2 separate regions of the Sus scrofa genome follow, and region 2 is linked to region 1. Evidence: chromatin contacts called from public HiChIP or PLAC-seq data. All regions are on one chromosome and are shown on one strand. The core of a region is the stretch at or near the end of the contact, and the rest is flanking DNA. Distances in the headings are between cores, read along the strand shown.

Region 1 (6,976 bases), core at 4,170-6,669:
GAATTTGTCAAAGATCATGCTGCTAGGATTTGATGAAACTCATATTTAAAATCAGTCTGTTGGAGTCCAGATGTAAGCTTTAGACCACTACAGTCAAGTTATCCTGTCAATCAAGTGCTATTCTCTTTACATTAAAAAAAAAAATTCATTGGGGATTTCCCATGTATTAAGGAAGCTCTTTGGGGCAGGGGAATCACATGCCACATAAATGAGTAAAAAAAAAATTTTTTTAATGGCTACACCCATGCGCATATGGAAGTTCCTGGGCCAGGGACTGAATCTGAGCCACAGCTGCAACCTATGTCACAGCTGCAGCCATGCTGGATCCTTTAACCCATTGTGCTGGGCTGGGGATTGTACTCCCCAGTGAACTGAGCTGCTGCTATTGGATTCTTAACTCATTGCACCACAGCGGGAACTCCATAAATTTTTTTTTGCTTATTTGATATCCTGCTGAATTCCACAGTGAATTTGAATCAGCTATTTCAAACATATAAGGCTGAAGATGCTTTCCTCTATGTTTTGCTTCCTTGTTTTCTTTCATAATACATGCTTTCGCTTTCACTTGTTAAGGTACACACTTTGATCATGTGGGCCCTGAATACAGCAGGATTAAGGAGCTGACTCATCTCTGTAAGTGCTAAGTAAGCCTCGACTTTTCTTTCTCAAGTGCTAGAGAGATTGAAAAATTGGATGTTGTTATGGATCAGTGATGTGGCATCACAGCTCCACGTTTCTGGGGCATCTTTGGTGTTACAGAAATTTCTGTGCCAATTTCCCTCATTAATAGAGTAAAAAGTCAACTCCTAGTCAACCCTCCACTGGATTATAATGAAATGCTTCATGGATCAGGATGATTCTCTGACATCAGCAGGAAGGAGGATAGTTTATCATAGAGAAAACCTAAGAGAGAGTGACTGTGCATGGAAGTTAAACGTTATCAGAATTCGGTGTATGGTGGCCACATTTCCTCCTAAATAAGAAGGTACTTACTTGAGAGGAGAGTGATAAAAGGATATTGCATTCAACCTTGCAAGCTGACCTGCGGGTGACAAAGGACACAAACAAGAAAGGTGACATGTCAAGTCTGTGATGCAGTCAGGCTGGTGAATGATTTGGGTGGAAGCCATGCAGAAAGACAGGCAGAGAGAGAAAAAGAGAGCGTCCAATGGATGAGAGTAACTTTCTGATCCATCCAACAACCATACGCTCACAGTGCAGTCAGGGAAAACCACTCCAACATCCTCCAGGGCATACATCTTGAGTGGGAACACACTGGCCCGTTATAACCTCTTAGCCCTTTTGTTTGCCTTTCCCTGGAAGTCACTGGGCATGGAAAGGAGAGGAGGGAGAGAAGGAGCTTAGAGGCACCAGAGACATCTTGAATTCCAATTGGAGCTGATGCTATTAATAGAATTTCCCTTCCTTTTGTTGATATCAGGTGAAAGTCCTAATTCACTAAAATAAATAAAAATCTAATGTCATATGAAACGACTCCTTTTTTTTAAAAAAAAATCTAGAATTCGTTTCTGTTGTCACCCAAATCCAGAAACTGATATGAGCTCAAAGAGGGAGGCCTAACAGGCACCTGTAACAGCATAATTTAGAATATCAATTATTTAACTCTCTGTCTCCCTCTATGCAGCAGAGCCAAATGAGATATGTTTAGGAACACCATCTCTCAGAGTTCCCAGAGATACCTTGGAGCTGCACCTGGGCTAATTTCCTCCTGTGGTCAGGCCATAGAAGTCAAGAAGAAAGAGCATCCTTTGTGGTCTGCACTGGAGGCATCTCTGTTTCTGTAGCGTTGAAGTATAGCTTTATGTATCTGGCTACTGTTGGTTTTGTAAGATAGGCTCCTGAAATGCTGCTGTTCAACTAAAAAGGCTAATAATGGAACATTCCAAAGAGGCAAAACTTCCGTGTTATATTGTCTAAGTGGAGTTGGTGGGCTTCCCTTTTGTTCTCTTATTTTTGGGAAAATATCTCCAAACTTAATTGATAAACAGTTGAGAAGGAGAGATCATTTATTTTCTCTGCTTCTCTTTCCTTCACAAACAGTACAAGAGGGCTACTGCTGGCCAAAAAGGGTAGAGAAAGCTGTCTGGCCATTGGCCAGAAAGCCTGACATGATACAATAACACACAGGGGCCTGGGAGGCAGCAGATCTCAACCAGCCAAACACCCCTCAACTCCCAGAACCCCAACAAAACAGAGGGAAGAGAAACATACAAGAAAACAAACATGACAGCAGAACAGTCTTCATGGGGAAAATGTATCCCCTTGAGGATGAGTTACTAACTGCATTTATTCCCAATTGTGTGTGTTTGTTATGTCCAGTGATTCTCAGATGGATAAATATGCTCCAGTAGATAAGACAGTTTGTCCAACCACACCCTGCTGAACATGGGCCTGCAGTTCCCCCAACTTTTCTTGGTGAGGTTTATTACTTTTTAACTCCTTGACATTTGATATGAGGGAAGCTGAGGACAATGAATCAAGGGAGGGGATATATTTACACGTATTCAACTTCCTTGCCTCTTGTTTTCGGCACAATCATCCCCCAGTATCCACAGGGGACTGGTTCCAGGATACCCCCACCCTGCAGACACCAAAATCCACAGGTGCTCAGATCCCTTATAGTTGAACCTCAGTATCCATAGGTTTCAAATCTGTGGGTATAGAGGGCCGACTGTATCTTTAAAATTTTTTTTTTCTTCTTTTTTTAAGGAACACATGTGTGGCATATGGAAGTTCCTGGGCCAGGGGTCAGATTGGAGTTGCAGCTGCCATCCTACACCACAGCCATGGCAACACCAGATCCAAGACACATCTGCAAACTACACTGCAGCTTATGGCACCGCTGGATCCTTAACCTACTGAGTGAGGCCAGGGATCAACATGCATTCTCAGAGAGACAACATCCGTCCTTGACTGGCTGAGCCACAATGGGAACTCCTGTATCTTTTTTTGGTGTGTTCGTTGTGCTTTTTAGGGCCACACCCATAGTATATGGAAGTTCCCAGGGTAGGAGTCAAATTGGAGCTACAGCCACAGCAATGTGAGTTCTGAGCTGCCTCTGCGATCTGCCTCACAGTTCACAGCAAGGCTGGATCCGACACACTGAGTGAGGCCAGGGATCGAACCCCCATCTTCATGATACTAGTCTACTAGTCGGATTCATTTCCCCTGTGCCACAATGGCAACTTCATGTACCTTTTTTAAAAAAGCATTTTCCTAATGATTTTGGGGGACTCTGGACTGTTGGTCACCATGTCTCCACTAACATGGAAGCCCTCTTTTTACTCTCTGGCTCAGAGTTTATAAGAATACATGGTGAGTGACAGCCAGAAGAAGTACTGAACATTTTTCTTGTCTAGAATCCATGGACTAAGGAGTTCTGTCAGAATGTTCCAGAAAGGGAGGGTGGAAGGAAGGAGAAGGCACTGAATTTGGGGGGAATGGAGAAGATCCAGCTACCAAGGGCCTGGGGCAGCTGTGGTGGGTGGTGTGGGGCCAGCTCTCAGTACCTGGTAGGCTTCATCCTGTAGCTTCTGTTTCAGGTATTCCTCCATCTTCAGCTCATTTCCAGCTGCCGGACAGAGTCATCTTCATAGTTCTCATCCTCTGGCCGCACGTAGGGGTCCCCATCTTCTGTCACCCTGAGAATCAACCACAGAGGGTGTTTTGGAGAAAATCTTAAAAGGAAAGTATGAGTGGAAATCATGTGTTAGCTATAGTTGGGGGGGGGGGCACATTCATTTAATCCTCCGATTCACTCCTTTGCTTCAGTTCACGTTAATCCAGTATCTTCTTTGACCTAATGGAAAACATTAGAAAAGCTTTGGAAGCTGGAGAAATAGATGATCAAGGTTTTCTCCTGGGCAATTTCCTATGGCAGTCTGGGGATCAATGTTGTCTATATTTTTCTAGGGTTTTGCAGGAAGGAGTTGTCTTTTAAATGTTTGTCAGTCTTAAAAAGGGCAGGCTTGGAGTTCCCATCGTGGCTCAGCAGAAATGAATCTGACTAGTACCCATGAGGACACTGGTTCGATCCCTGGCCTTGTTCAGTGGGTTAAGGATCCGTTATTGCCGTGAGCTGTGGTGGAAGTCACAGACATGGCTCAGATCTGGTGTTGCTGTGGCTGTGGAATAGGCCTGCGGCTACAGCTCCAATTTAACCCCTAGCCTGGGAATATCCATATGCCATGGGTGCAGCCCTAAAAACAGACAAAAAAAAAAAAAAAAAAAAGCAGATTTATCTTTTTTTAAAAAAAGTACATATTTTATTTTTAAATTATAGTTGATTTATAGTGTTGTGCTAATTTCTGCTATACAGTATAGTGGCCCAGTCAGATACATATATTTATACATTCTTTTTCTCATACTATCTTCCATCATGTTCTATCCCAAGAGATTGGATATACTTCACTGAGCTGTATAGTAGGACCTCATTGCTTATCCATTCTAAATGCAATGGTTAATTTTCCCAATTTGGGGGCTTTAAACGAAAAATAGAATCAAGAACCTTTTCTCTAAGGAAAGTGAGCCCTCTAGTGAAATAATGATTAAGGATATTTGTTCATAATCTAACCCTCTTTGTGTTATGTATGTATATAGACACACGGACCCTTGTGCTTTATTTTTATGGTAGAATTAAGTCTCAGAATATCAGCTGATTGATGTCAGGAAGATTAATACTCTAACCCATAGCTCTTGATCTTAAAAATTTATACTAGCTCTGGGAGTTCCTATTGTGGCTCAGCGGAAAGAAATCTGACTAACATCTATGAGGACGAAGGTTCGACCCCTGGCCTTGATCAGTGGGTTAAGGCCGTGAGCTGTGGTGTAGGTTACAGACATGGCTTGGATCCCACATTGCTGTGGCTGCGGTGTAGGCCAGTGGCTACAGCTCCAATTCGACCCCTAGCCTGGGAACCTCCATATGCCACAGGTGGTGCAGACCTAAAAAGACAAAAAAAAAAAAAAAAAAAAAATTCACTGGCTCTGAATTTAGGGACTCCATTTCCACTGTCCAATTCTATGGTGAAATAAATAGATAAGAATGATCCCATCCATTAATGTGTGACCCCTCTCTCCCCATCTTTTCATCCCAGCATGTCTAAAGCTCTTCCTGGGCCTGACAAAAGATCACTACCTAAGTCATAGGACTGAAATATTCTCAGGGTAAAACACAGGACACGTTTAGATAGTACAGATATTAAAACATCCCCTAAAATAAAAAGAGTGGTCAAGTAGAAGTTTCTGGGTTGGAACTAAATGCCATTGTTCATGTTTATTTATGTCTGGATGACATGTTCTTGTTATTTTTAGAGGTTTGGGGCCAGCCTAAATAGGTCTGTGAGGCCTTAGTGAACTTTCTCTTCCCATCCTGCCTCTGCCCCCACCCCCTCCACTGCAGCCACAGTGGTAGCTGATACTGTCAATAACATGCCAGGGACAGCAGAGGGGAGTGGCTTTAGTTACAGTCTTGGATTTTAGGATTGAAAGAAAAAAATTTTAGGTCACTGCCATGTAAATGCTTAATTACAAAAAATCAAATAGATATGTACCAGACTTAAGTTGATGACAACTAATTCACTATTTTGAACAACCAACAAATCAAATAATTCTGAATTATAGAGAAAAGGATAAGAAAGGAAACTAAAATTAAAAGCAGCAGCTTCCCTCCTGCCATTTAAAATTATAACTTTTCTTTTGATCTTAGGCTTTGCCTTTTCACAGCTTGCTTTCAAATCCTATCTATTTATAATTCCCCATTATTACTGGTCTTTTACTCCCTACTTGGATGGAGAGCCAGAACACCAGAAAGGCCTCTGGTTAGTTTCTTCCTTGGGTCTTTCAAACAGCCAGTTTAGTTTCATAGACTAGTCATGTGCACTTATAACATGAAGCAGTCTCACTCCTCTGTAGTGTTTTATTTTTAAAAATTTAAAAATTTTTTTTTTGCTTTTCAGGGCTGCACCCTTGGCATAGGGAAGTTCCCAGGCTAGGGGTTGAATCAGAGCTGCAGCTGCTGGCCTACACTATAGCTCACAGCAATGCTGGAGTCTACAACCTACACTACAGCTCACAGCAACTGCAGTCCTTAACCCACTGAGTGGGGCCAGGGATCAAACCCGTGTTCTCAGGTTGCTAGTCAGATTCATTTCCACTGAGCCACAACTGGAACTCTTGCAGTGTTTTAAACTGTTTATCAATTCCCCTTTTCCAGCCTCTTGGTAAGCCCCTGCCCACATGTCTCAGAACTCCACATACTTCCCTTCCTTCATTTTATTCTTTTCCTTCCCAAGCTGAGTTCTGCAGGTCTCTCCTAGCTTTGGTTTCCTCTGCCCAACTAGTTTAAGCTGATCCAAGGTCACAGAAAGTCTAGAGGGGATGTCACTGATTCTGTTGGCTCCTGTCAAGCTACAGAAGCCTAATTGGGTGAAAATCTCTGCAAAATGTTTTTGAAGGTCAGGTTTATACATATGCAACAAATCAAGTAAATTGGATTGCTTTATAAGGAGATTTTATGCATTTGCTTATTTCAACCACAAGTATGTATATCATGATGTTTATTCCCACTCTGAACAGAGACCTCTTCAGATCACCAGGTCCTTTATTTTATTTATTTATTTATTTTTTGTCTTTTGTCCTTTCAGGGCTGCACCTGCAGCATAGGGAGGTTCCCAGGCCAGGGGTCCAATCGGAGCTACAGCTGCCAGCCTACACCAGAGCCACAGCAACACCAGATCCAAGCAGCATCTGCAACCTACACCACAACTCACGGCAACGCTGGATCCTTAACCCACTGATCGAGGCCAGGGATCAAACCCGCAACCTCATGGTTCCTGGTTGGATTCATTTCCACTGCGCCATGACGGGAACTCCACCAGGTCCTTTAGGAGCAAATCTAGTAAATTCTTATCTAGTGAATAAGATAGGATGATTTATTTCCTGAACGAGTCTACAA
Region 2 (6,758 bases), core at 675-3,174, 240 kb before region 1:
GGGCTGGAGACAGTTCAGTCATCATCCGAACTCTTCAAGGCCAGTGTGGTGCCTTCCGACTCACGTCGCTCAGAATTCAGCTGTCTGAAGTGCGCTTTTCTTATATAACTGTTTTTGTGAATGTTAGGTTGCTGAAGATCTCAAAAATGAGGATCTGACATTTTATAGAAAATCTTGTTTGCTCATATTACTAATGGGAGTTAACTGCGGGATGCTTGACTTAATCCAGGACTGAAAGTTGGAAGACTTGGATTCAAGTAACTGTGGGCCTGTAAAACCAGCCACGGGACCAGGAACCCATTAGATTAGGCTCCTCCTCCAGTCTCCTTTCCATGGTAGTTGTACAAGGGGGTGGGAGCCATGCCTTGTCCATGGCTCTGGTCTCCAGCTGGCCAAGGGCAGCTCCCTCATTCCTGGGGCATGGCTGTGATGTCATACATCTCATCTGCAGGAACTGCAGACCCCATAGCTCTTTTATTGGGTAACATGGATATAAGAGCAAACCTGTGGTTACCAATGCATTGCTAATGCTTGGGGTGAGAGCTAAGGGGCTCTGAAAGTCAGGCAAGGATGCACCTGTGCCTCTGAGGCAGCTGTTACACATCACCACGGGGAGCTCCCAGCCCACATCATTTCTGTGTGTGCCCTGGAGGTTCTCACACACAGAAATGATCTTTCCCTTATGCCACCAGCAAGAGTGAACTTAAACACACAGGCAGGGAGGAGGCCAGGTGAAACCTATGCCAAATATGTGACTGATGCACTGGGGCTCTGCCTACTTAATTCAGTCTAATATTTGCAGATCAGTCCCTCCCAGCTTCCTTAATGGTTAGCTGTGAGGGACTGCTCTGGAGTTCCTTATTATGATAATCATTCGAAGGAGCTGCAAGTTGGAAGACAGGTCTGAAGATGGCTCTAGGCTACTGTGGGAGGAGGAGCGGGGGTTCATTAAGAAGCTGGGTGGGGGGGCGGCACGGCTCCCACTTTCCTAGACTTAGGAGGCGGCGCACAGCACTCATCTTCCATCATTCACACCAATACATCCGGCTGTTCTTTCTTTCCTCTCTGCTTTGTTGGTGCTCTTTCCTCTGCTTGAAAAAAATAACTCCCCCAGTCTTAGCTCAGTAATCGCTGACATTCCTAGTCATCTTTCATCGTCCAACGCAAATGTCATCTTCTCTGTGAAGTCCTTGCCTGTCCCTCCAGGCTGTCTTTATGTGCTCCCCAGACAAGTTTATTTATGTCTCCATTACCGCATTTATCACAACCTGACAGATTCCAGTTGGTGGTGTCCCCGTCTCTCTCTCTCTCTCTCTCACTGGGACTTCAAGCTCTTCTGAGGCAGGGGCTGTGTCTGCTTTCTGTGGATGCAATGCTGGTTCAAGGACAGAAACACAGGCTGTATCCAAAAGGTGTGGGCTGAGGGGGAAGTATTTTTAGGTCATTTGACAGTGGCTTCCGTGACAGGACCTCAGGAAACAAGTGCCTATGTTTTAGCAGGTGGCCCTCGGCCAACAAATTCACAGGGCAGCAGTGAACCAACCATTAAGTCCAGACACCTGTGTCCTCAAGTATTAAATAAAAGATAACGAGGAGTTCCGGCTGTAGCACAGCAGGTTAAGGCTACGGCTCCACCTGGATTTGATCCTTGGCCTGGGGAACTTCCATATGCCCTGGGTGTGGCCAAAAAAAAAAAGTTAATGAGACTCACAAAGAGGTGCACTGGGCAGCTAGCTGGCCATTTCCATCAGCTGCCTGTGTTTACTTCCATACTCAAAACTTTCATCTGGATTTCTGCCTCTTCCAAACATGTTATTCTAGGATTGCTTGACTATGAGCATCAGAGACCAGCCATCACTAAATACAGACTGAGGGAGGAGGCCTCTCCAGCAAATACCTCCACCTAAAGTGTCAATGCAAGGCTCATCTGTGAGTAATTGGAGAGCAGGCTATTCAGCCTTCAGCTGAAGGTTTCTCAGCACCCCTCCCATCTCCAGGAGGGAGGCAACCAGAAATCTCTGCCTCTCAGATGTGCAGAGAAATCATAGCAATGACATCATGAATAAAGTATTGGTGTTTTTTCCCAGACACCTTGCACCTCATGGCTGCAGTCCACCTAGCACTGAAATGGGTAAATGGCCGGAAAACAGGACACAGTGTGAGGGTCAGGCCCAGTAGGGAAAAAGGAGGCCCCCAGAGCCTGCAGGGTGGGGGCAGTGAACAAGCAACCTATGAGCACATTTTTTCCAAAATGAGGCCTTTCTTGGGCGAAGTGAAGCTTTTTAAAGGCTCATTCCTTCAATGGTAGAACCTGGATAAGTTGGAGCGAGAAAAATTAAGGCAGTAACTGTGTTTGAAGATTCTGCTCTGGCAACCCACACATTTAGTTTGTGGTGTTGTCAATTTTCTAGATTCCAATTGCCTGGTTACTGCCTCTGAGTCTCCTCTTGGATTCTGGATACTCCTTATCACATGCTCAACAGCAATGCCACTGTCTCGCTTGCTTCTCCCTATCATGTTTCTCTCTCTTTGATGACATAAGCACAGTGCCAGCCAGGGCCACAGAGGTGGTTATAGAAATGCTACCAGCCAGAGGAAAATGGAGGTTCTTGGCAGAGGCTGAATTAAACTGAGTACCCAGACAAAGAGGCCAGGACGGTACTTTTGAAGGGAGTCCAGGTAGGCCTGTGAGTACTTCCTTCTCCACATACAGAACACATACAACTCAATACTGTCCATTAGACAAAGTCTGTCCTGCAATTTCCCCCAAGGGGTACTGCCTTTATTTTTTCCCTTCCCCATGGCACCCAATATACTGACAAGCAGGGAGCACAGCCCCTAAGGGCTATGAGTTAGAGAAACCTGGGTAGTGATGGAGCTTATTAAGGATGGGTCATTGGGCAAGTAATTTTACCTATAAAATGGGGATAAGTAATAGTACACCACACAGGGATATGGCGAGAAGTGTATATGGAACATGACTATAAAACCTAACACATAGCTAAAGGTTCAAGAAATGTTAGCTATTACTACCCTCATGTTCCCCATTTAGAAGGTGCTCAGGCTTGGAGAAGGGAGGGAATGAACTCAGGACTATAGTTCAAATGCAAATTATGTTGCTTGTTCCCCCAGGAACTTAAGATTGTCTTTTGACCCCCCTGCTGCCTCAGCTTCTCTCATCTGTAAAATCGGATAACACTCCTCTCTACCTGCTAGGATTCTCCAGAGAATTAAAGGAACTGATTAATGTAAAGCTCTTGACTCTCCCCCCTCATCTCCCACCCCAAGAGTTTGATGAAAGGACCTGTTATACCCATTGCTCAGTCCTCATGACTGATGATGCTGTGAAGTTATTACTTTTAGGAGTGTTTGGGTTAATTTTCTAAACAGTTCAAGGAGGGGGCTCTGAATTCAGACCGCAGCAAGCTGGTGCTGGTGTGTGTGTGCTGGTGGCGGTGGAGACAGAGATGGTCCTACGGAAGCTGAGCATAGTCACCCAGGAAGACACCCCTGCAATCTCACCCAGGAGGGAAGCGCTTGCCTGAGGCCAACCCTGCCTGCTATTAGCCAGAAAGTCAGTGGCCCTGCCAACCCTCAATTTGGAGTTCCCCTGACAGTGCTCCCATACAAGGACACCTCCTTTGGACAAGTCAGGCTCAAGGTTAGAATCAGAAGGCTTTTCCTCCCACCCTGCAAGCTGTCTTGCTCCCATGAGTGGCACCGTCCCAGCTCACTCCTGTGTGCAGTGCTGCACAGACCTCATAAAGCTTGTGAAGAGCATAACCACAGTTCATGTAGCGCTTGACAGACGACAAAGCACTCTTTCCATACAGCACCTCATAGAAATACAGCACCCTGGGTGTGCACACACACTACAAACCAACCTGGGGTTTCTTCCATCAGACTTGAAAATACTGAGAATGAGACTGTGTAAAGCCTCTGGGACAGTCTCTGGGACCCGACCAGAGCTTCGTGAGCTACGATCTGCGCTCACCAAGAAAGAGGTTTAAAATGCATGTATATATGGGGGAAGTGAGAAAAGTGGTGGAGAGTCCCCAACCTCCAGACAGCTTGTTACATACAGTTCAGGAAAACCTCAGAGCTAGGATTTTCATCGTCCATGGCATCAATGTTTGCCTGGTATTCAGATGGAATAAGATAAACTCGCCAGTGGCTTGTTACATTCTGTGGCAACACCAACACATGCAGCTCGACCACAGAGTCCACAGAGCACCTGCAGGCCGCCTGGTCAAACAGACCCAGACGCTTCCACGGCCTCAACCTGGCAGGACACGCCTGCAGCCCCAGCCTGTCCTCCCTTGCCTCCCACAGCTCGGCCCTTGAGAAGGAGAAGGAAGCATGCTGGGCTGCCTCTCCCACCGCAGCTGCCAGGGCCCATCTGGGTGGACTTGGGGTGAGCTGCCTCGGGCTCCGAGCCCCTTCTTGAGACTCATATTCCTCCACTGCTCCTCACATCTGCTTTCCATCCCCAGACAGAGCCACATCCTGCCTTCCCCCCACCCCCACATTCACTCACAGGGAGCAACCCTGGTGGGCAGGCCCTCCCCACAGAGGAGGCCTTCTAGAAGTATTTTCCAACAAAAGGCTGTCCCACAGTGCTGCTCTGTACTGGCAGTGAGTAACCAGGACAACCAGCTGTGAAGTAAAAACAGACAGTTGTGGGGCTTATGGCATCTAGATTAAGTTTTCCTTTAACCACACTCTGATCTGTCATGAAGAGAGAAGAACCCTTACACACGTTCTTACTGTTCGTTTGCTCAGAGAACTGCACACCATTTGAGATTTGGCTGCATAAGCCTATTTTTCTTGACTGAAGCCCCCCACCCCCACCCCTAAAAGAGATCCACCCATCTCTTCCCAGATTTACGAACGTGAGTCCCATACACATGGGGCAGTGGATCACAAGGATCATGATGTTTACTCCTCTGAGCACATCAAATGCGCTGGCATTTGTCATTCTCACAGAGGTCCCAGGGCAGTATCTGAAGGCACACTGCCCACGAGCACACCTTAGAACACAAGTGTGGAGGGCTCTGCTGACACTTACGTGTTCTTCCGAAGCATACAGGACTTCCATTAGTCGTTGCACGAGGTCATCGTTTTCCTGCCCGTGCTCCTGGCAGAGCAGCTCAATCTCTCTCAACTTTCCAAAGTAGAAATCCCTTTCCTTTTCCACGCCTTCAAGGGCAAGTTTTAACGAATGTACCTGCAAGGGAGCAGAGGCGGAAGAGAAAACTCTCAAAATACAGCCTAAGAAAAAAGTGACCAACTGTGCCTGCATATAAGGACCCAAAACATGGAAAGACAGACGTGTACAAATAACTGACATGCAGGTCTGGGGAGAAACGGGGGCTGCTGGGGAGCCGGGGCCTGGGCCAAGCACCCAACTTCAGCAGCACTAGTCCGCTGTTGTCAGCTGAGACCAGTCCACCCGACCTCTGGGGCAGCTTTCCTCTCCTGCTGCAGCTTTCGAGCCGGGTCGTGCTCCTCAGGGAGAGGAAAAGCACGCGGGAGGAGCAGAGGGGAGAGGTGGGCACTGTGGTCCCTTAGGTGCACTCTGAGGACCCTTCTCTCTTCACGTCACTTGCACTGAGAGCCACCCTTGACCTCAGACCCCTTTATAAATGGTCCCGAGCCAAACTAGACAGATGCTTCTGCACAGGACAGCTGGGCGACACCAAGGGCAGGCTGAATGGATGGCTCTTAATTCTCCTAATTCTGGCTCCGAGTTGATCATAGGCAAGGCTGGAAGATGGGGAGCCCCATTCCCTCAGCAGAACAGCCCTCCTCCTCTCTTTTCTCCCTTGATGCTGGCTCCGGGCCTCCCAGGGCCGTGCAGCTCTCCCTGTGGTTACAGAGATGGTGCAGGTGCAGGGAAGGCAGCAGCCGTGAGGCCGAGCCTGACAGAGCTGTCACCTGGGCTGAAGACATAAGGAAGAGCGTGGAAGCAGATCTGGTTTCAGATCCCAGGCTGCAGGCCCAGCAGCTCCACACTGTCACCCCCTTCCTGCTCTCAGAGAATCCCGCATTTTTTTTTAACCCTTTGAGCATTTATACTTAGGCGGAGAATATCTTCAGGAGGTAAATTAGGTCTTTCATGGTCTCCCTCCTCAGGTGAAATCTCCCTTTCAGTGTATGAAAAATCAATCTTAACAGATTTCCAAAGATTACATTTGCAATGAAAATTTTCTTCTCTCTCTTTCCAGTAACTGTGGGCCTTTGTACAGGCTATTCATCTGCCTGCAATTATGATTCATTCAAACATACTGAGCACATGCGGTATCCCTCTCCTTGTACACCTGGCACACTCGTATCCAGCCAGCAGGACTCAAGGGTGCAGATCTTGCCAAGTCAGCCTCATGTGGTGCCCTCACGGAGCTGCTGACATAGCAGAGGAGGACCAGCCACTAACATTTTTTTTTTCCCCTGGTCTTTTGTCATTTTTTAGGGCCACACCCTCGGCATATGGAGGTTTCCAGGCTAGGGGTCTAATTGGAGCTATAGCCAGAGACACAGCAACACCAGATCCGAGCCTCGTCTTCGACCTACACCACAGCTCACGCAACACTGGATCTTTAACCCACTTAGCGAGGCCAGGGATCGAACCTGCAACCACATGCTTCCTAGTCAGATTCGTTTCCACTGCGCCACGACAGGAACTCCCCAGCCACTAACTTTTAACTCTTACTTCTGATAATACCATGGCTGTGTGACTGGAGGACTAATGGGAGCCCAGA

What was found. HiChIP or PLAC-seq counts read pairs in DNA pulled down with a chosen protein or histone mark.
Region 2: a contact with region 1 is called in an H3K27ac HiChIP or PLAC-seq map of skeletal muscle, with 3 times the contacts expected there. The contact joins two enhancer-like sites. A contact is called at or near these places in 2 of 47 Hi-C or Micro-C datasets (embryonic fibroblasts and skeletal muscle) and 1 of 2 datasets of contacts at active chromatin or transcription factors (skeletal muscle).

The regions. Positions count from the first base shown.
Region 1 is chr6:118,739,859-118,746,834 of Sscrofa11.1, reverse strand. DTNA (dystrobrevin alpha) reads right to left here. Exons shown (of 21, transcript XM_021096252.1): 19 at 3,531-3,662; 20 at 994-1,042. The coding sequence ends at 3,578. Among named protein-coding and RNA genes, the nearest start is that of MAPRE2, 74 kb to the left of the region's middle. Within about 2 kb of position 5,419, at least 4 of the 83 cell types and tissues checked have an H3K27ac peak or open chromatin away from gene starts, as enhancers often do. A contact at or near this core is called in skeletal muscle, where this site is marked.
Region 2 is chr6:118,974,942-118,981,699 of Sscrofa11.1, reverse strand. It overlaps MAPRE2 (microtubule-associated protein RP/EB family member 2), which reads right to left. Exons shown (of 8, transcript XM_021096265.1): 7 at 5,069-5,227. Among named protein-coding and RNA genes, the nearest start is that of ZNF397, 98 kb to the left of the region's middle. Within about 2 kb of position 1,924, at least 10 of the 83 cell types and tissues checked have an H3K27ac peak or open chromatin away from gene starts, as enhancers often do. A contact at or near this core is called in skeletal muscle, where this site is marked.